Regions from separate parts of the Sus scrofa genome. Here region 2 is linked to region 1. A link is a contact called in public promoter capture Hi-C data. All regions are on one chromosome and are shown on one strand. The core of a region is the stretch at or near the end of the contact, and the rest is flanking DNA. Distances in the headings are between cores, read along the strand shown.

Region 1 (2,700 bases), core at 151-2,650:
TCATCACCTTCTTAGCAGGTTCTCCTCTGACCTAAACTGGCTCCTCCTGGAGTTCCCATTGTGGCTCAGTGGGTTAAAGACCTGATGTAGTCTCTGTGAGGATGTGGGAATGATCCCTGGCCTCACTCAGTGGATTAAGGATCTGGCGTTATTGTGAGCTGTGGCGTAGCTGTGGCTCGGATCCTGTGTTGCTGTGGCTGTGGTACAGGCTGGCAGAGGCAGCTCTGATTCGACCCCTAGCCTGGAAACTTCCATATGCTTCACCTGCAGCCCTAAAAAAGCAAAAGAAAGAAGAAAAAAAGAAACTCCCCTCTGATAAAGTGACATTGCAGCAGAAACACAAAGATAGGAAATAAACAAAATGACTATTTGGGAGAAGAGCATTTCAGCCAGAGGGAACCCTGGGCGGCGGAGGTCCTGGAGCTGACATTGCAGGGAAAAGAGCAGAAGATCACACGAGTCTCAAAGGCCATGTAAGGCTTTTGCAGTATACTCTGAGTGAAAGGGGAACTATTGGTGGGTTTTGACCAGAGAAGTATCTGCTTTGATTTGTTTTGAAAGGATAACTCTGACTGCTGCGTGAAGAATAGCTAGTAGCCTTGGAGACCAGGGTGGTAGCAGGGAGACAGTGAGAAGGCTGTTAGAATAGACTGGAAGAGAAATAACTGGGGCTTATCCTGGTGGGGGAGTGGGGGTGGTGAGAGATGGTCAGCTTCTAGATGCCTCTTTCTTTCTTCCTTCCTTTCTTTCTTGTTCTTGTTGCTTTTTATGGCCACACCCGCGGCATAAGGAGGTTCTCAGACTAGGGGTCCAATCGGAGCTCCAGCGGCTGGCCTACGCCACAGCCACAGCAGCAACACATCCAAGCCAGGTCTGCGACCTACACCAGACCTCACAGCAACACCGGATCCTTAAGCCACTGAGCGGGGCCAGGGATAGAACCCACAAGCTCGTGGATACTAGTTGGATTCATTTCTGCTGCGCCACAACAAAACCCCCCAGCTGTCTTTTAAGAACAGAACCCACAGGCTTGCTTACAGATTGGATGGGAGGTGCAGAGAAGAGGAGCCAAGAATGACCCAAGGTTTTGCTCGGAACAGCTGCACAATAGAGATGGAGAAGATGAGGGAAGGACAGGTTTGGAAGGCATCAGGAGTACTACAAATGCAGGATGAATGAACGAAAATGAATGAATGAATCACTGAATGTCTTCTTTCTCCCAGGACTGAAATAAAAGTCCTCTCGCTCAGGGAGCGCTTTATGTGCCCAGGGCCAGCGCTGGAACGTCCCCCTCAGAAAAGCAGGTAGCGGTTCCTTTAAGGAGGCCTCGTCCTGCCCCCAAGAAGCCCCGCCCGGGAAATGTCACGTGACCCTTGGTCTCGCAGTAGAGGCGGAACACCGGGCGGTTTGAAAGCCCGGCGCGCACCGCGGGAGCGGCGGTTCGCCTGTCATTGCGATGTCGGTGTTGCGGCCGATGGACAAGCTGCCGGGCCTGAACACGGCCACCATATTGGTAGGCGTCAACAGCCGCGACTCCCCCGCCCGCCCTTCCTCCTAAGCTGCGCCTCCGCTCTCCGAGCTCTCCGAGGTGCCTGGCGCGGGCTATTCTGGCAGGGGTGTGGTGGGCGGGAGAGTCACGCTCTGAACCAATCGGAATAGCGGTCCTCTTGAGGCCGAGGGACGTGTCCACCAATAAGTGCGCGGCAGACTCTTTCCCAGTTTCTGATTGGTGGGACGGATGGGCGGGGAGACCGCGCGCGGCGGGGTGCGGGGTGTGAGGTGTCCAAGACTTGGTTTTCCTGCGTGGCGGGGTCTGGCCTCCCGGAGAGACGAGGCCATCCGAGGGAGGGTCCGGAGAGGTCGTGAGTGCAGACCGGACAGGACCGGAGCAGGTGCCAACCTCTGATCCTCACCCGTGCCTTCTGTAGTCGTCTCGGTAAAGGGCGCCTCGCGTGCTGGAGCCGGAATCTTGGGGTGCAGCTGTCTTGAGTCTGTGGCCTGATCCCCAGGCCCTCTAGCGGGACTGCTATGCCCTGGTATCAGTCCGTCGCCTTTGCTCTCTGCGCAGCTGGTGGGCACAGAGGATGCTCTTCTGCAGCAGCTGGCCGATTCGATGCTCAAGGAGGACTGTGCCTCGGAGCTGAAGGTGTAAGTAACCTTATGCCCAGGGTGTCCGATCGCTGACCTGGGCGCGAGGGAGAGCGAGGTGGGGGTGAGGGGACCGCCAGAGAGGCGGGCGCCAACCTCTGGGCGCCCTAACGCGTGATCTGGCCCCGATTAAGGTATCCTACACCACTCTCTGTCACACACTTGTTCTACTTTTCTCTAGCACTTGGCACCGTAAGAAATTTCCTTGTTCTCTGGTTTGTTTACTTGTTAACAGTCTGCCACCCTGAGGGACCCCAAGGTCAGCCCCCTTGAGGACAGGGACTTTGACGTTCGCTCCCTGGGGATTCCCCAGTGCCTTGACCAGTACGTGGTACCAAGTAGATGCTCACACAACCCCCAAATTTGGAGAAAAGCTGACTGAAAAGTTTATTTTGTTTCCTTTTTCTAAATGAAAAAGAGTAGAAACAGCTGCTGAGGGGAGTCAAGTGACTGAATGTGTGTGGGTGTTATTCTCCTGATAGAAAGATAGCTCCAGGGCTCTATACTGAAGGAGAATGATCCTGATCTAGAGGGTATTTCCTGTATGGGAAT
Region 2 (2,842 bases), core at 128-2,627, 120 kb after region 1:
AAGCCTACTGCGTGGTGGCAGATCCTGCTTTCTCCACCGTTACTCCCACTTCTCCAGCCTCTCAATCCCGCTCCTGGCCCCTAGAGTCCCCAGAGCTCTTCCTGGCTCAGCGTGCGATTCTGAACCCATTCTGCAGAGGTCGCTTGTAGTGGATTCTGAACCGGCTACCCGGGCTCACCACACCAGGGTTGCTGCCCAAAGCCTTTAGAGCTCCGGGAGGAAAACGAGCCTTTCCAATGAGAGGTATCCTGGGTCCGCGGACCGCCCCCCACCACCACCTGCGGCCAGTTCTGGGCCCTCGGTTGTAACCTCCCCCTCCGGGAGCCTGCCTGTCTAGCGCTCCGTCCTCACCTACCAGTCCGGCGCCGCTGGCGAGTGGGCAGGCAGTCGGCGTGCAGCTCGGCGGAGCTCAACTCGAGGGTCTGCGAGCGATCAGCAGAGTCGCGGAACCTCTTGAGAGCCAGAGAACAGCAGCGCGGGACCAGGAGCGCCGCTCCGCCCACCGTGCCGCTCCTGACCAATGAGCGCGGACCGCGACAGCCGTTCGCTGACCTCACCTCCGGCCCCGCCCCGTAGGCTCCGGCACGAGTCCTGCGGGCTGTCCGCCTGTCTCGCCCAGCCCACCACACGCCGCGGCTTACACACGTGGCGCGTGTTAAGATCGGGTTGGAGGAAGTGGTCAGCTTGGGGTCTGTGCCTAACGTTAAAGGACGTGTCAGCCTACCGGGGCCTTGACCCTGCCGGCCCGGCGACCTTCCTCGCGCCCTCCCGAAACCGTTTAGTCAGCTGAGGGTTTTTCAAACTGCAGTTGTGCTGATCAGTTTGTTGTGACTTTCTCAGTAACCTGCAGTGCAGAGTCCAGGCGTCCCCTGCTCGCCCCCCCCCCCCGCCCCCGCCCCGGTCCACCAAGTTCTAAACCAATTTCGTCGGATCCTTCTCTGTCCTATAGTTAGCAGAGTTCAGCCCCGATTCGTGTAGGGCCAGTAAGGGATAGCCAGCTACAGGCACTGGGGCCCCTGGCAGACAGATGGAAAGGGAGCTAAAGGTTCTGGTGGGCTGCATTCAGAACAGGAGCGGGCAGCTGTGGAGCGCAGACCTTAAGAGAACCACACACGTGGGCACACAAATACAAGCTCAAAGGAGGGCCCTACGGGCAATAAACACAGGAGACCTACTTCAGCTGGGGAAGGGCTGCCTAGAACAGTTTCCCTCAGCTAGGAAGTCTGGGAAAGGCTTGACCCACTTACCTTCCTTGACTGGTAACTGTACCTCTCTCCACCTTCACATGACCTGAAGCAACAGGTACAGTACTTCCCAGAGCACTTGGATCACAAGAGCATCAAATACATAGCCGCCTTCTGCCCCTCCAGCCCCCAGGATGGCCTGACTGGTGTCTGCACCTGAGGCAAGCAGCTGGTGCTGGTGTTACCAGAACAAACCCCGCCCCTCACTCCCCAAGGAAGCCATCCACCTGGGCTGCAGAACCAGCTGGAGGGAGGCAAGTTTTTGGAGAGCCCATACAGGTTGGCCAGTGCATCACTTTATTTCCCTATTCAATTTCAGTGGTGGAGTAAATGTCTCCAGGTGAACAGCTGCACGTGTCACCCATTTCCACCCAACCACTGTGCCCTGACTTCGTCTTCTCCAGGTCTCCGCTCTCTCCATTTCCAGGCCTTCAGTTCCTGAGGGTCAGTCTCTGATGTGGGACAGGGATACAGCCACCCCTTCCAGGCAGCTGGCAGCAAACATGAGAGGAGAACAGCGGAGAGGTGGGGCAACCACGGGAGAACCACACTTCCAGGGCTCCGAAGGGGCAAAATGGTCAGACAAGAGCAGAGTTGCTCTTGAGAATAGTGGGGTGGATCCTAAAATTGGGAGCTGAACGCTGGGGTAGGTAGTTGCTGTACATTGGGGAACTGTTCCATGAAGGAGGAAAGCCAGGGTGCAGCTGGTAGGGGTGGGAAGGAGACACCCTCCCCACACACACACCTCCAGACCAAAGTGTCTCTGCAGCACCACGACAACCCCTCTGAGGGCCTGCGACCACTGCCCACAGCCCCAGGCTTTCTCAGGGACATGGCAGTCATCCAGCATCCCCCATGTTGCACTTAGGGCAGCTTCTCCAAAGCTCCTGGGTAAGGAGTAGCTCCTTCTGAGTTTGGTGATGTGACTTTGGAGATGGGCAGATTTAGGGTCAAATCCTGATGCTATCACTGTGTGATTCTGGGCATGTCATTTAACTTCTCTGATCTGTTACAACTGCATTAACACTTCTAGCTACTGCGAGGATTAGACATAGTATGTCTAACTGGCTCTTCGTAGGAACCTAATAAATAGAAGAAGTCATTGTCATTGCCACCACTATTAATTATTCTCTTTGACCCCTGCTTGCTTTAGAGGACAGGGCTGTAGACAGTGTACCTCTCTATCCTGAAGCATGATGCCACAGCCTGGGTGACCTTGCCCAGGCCAAAGCTCCCAGATGCAAGAAAGGATACAGCATGTCCTGCAGGGGTGGCTGGACCATGGAGGCCCTGGGGGAAAGGCCTTGCAAGGAGGCCCGCAGGGTCTGGGCCATGCTGTGATCAGCCAGGAGGCCCATGCTCTGGACCTGGGAGGAGAAGAGGGTAGAGAAGGCAGGCTCTCTCAGTGCCCACTCTATACGGGCCCCCGCTCCGCTTCACCCCGTGCTCCTGACCTCCCGTGGGCTGCTGTGACCCAAGTTCCCACCCTCCACAGAAAAGATGGTATAGAGGATCTGGCCTCCCAGTGGCTACATGGCACCCCTTTCCAACCCACCTGCAGGAAGAAGCCACGCAGAGCCTGGAGCGTGGCATCTGAG

What was found. Promoter capture Hi-C pulls out the DNA fragments that hold promoters and counts their contacts.
Region 2: a promoter capture Hi-C map of liver shows a contact between it and region 1, with 4 times the contacts expected there. The contact joins the promoter of CCDC134 here to the promoter of CENPM in region 1. A contact is called at or near these places in 1 of 5 promoter capture datasets (liver), 16 of 47 Hi-C or Micro-C datasets (alveolar macrophages, blood, embryonic fibroblasts and 7 more) and 1 of 2 datasets of contacts at active chromatin or transcription factors (skeletal muscle).

The regions. Positions count from the first base shown.
Region 1 is chr5:6,676,352-6,679,051 of Sscrofa11.1, forward strand. It overlaps CENPM (centromere protein M), which reads left to right and starts at 1,401. Exons shown (of 6, transcript NM_001159305.1): 1 at 1,401-1,513; 2 at 2,069-2,148. The coding sequence starts at 1,457.
Region 2 is chr5:6,799,439-6,802,280 of Sscrofa11.1, forward strand. It overlaps CCDC134 (coiled-coil domain-containing protein 134), which reads right to left and starts at 1,378. Exons shown (of 7, transcript XM_021091452.1): 1 at 1,248-1,378. It overlaps MEI1 (meiosis inhibitor protein 1), which reads right to left. Exons shown (of 36, transcript XM_021091442.1): 29 at 2,800-2,842; 30 at 2,499-2,611; 31 at 356-1,735. The coding sequence ends at 1,690.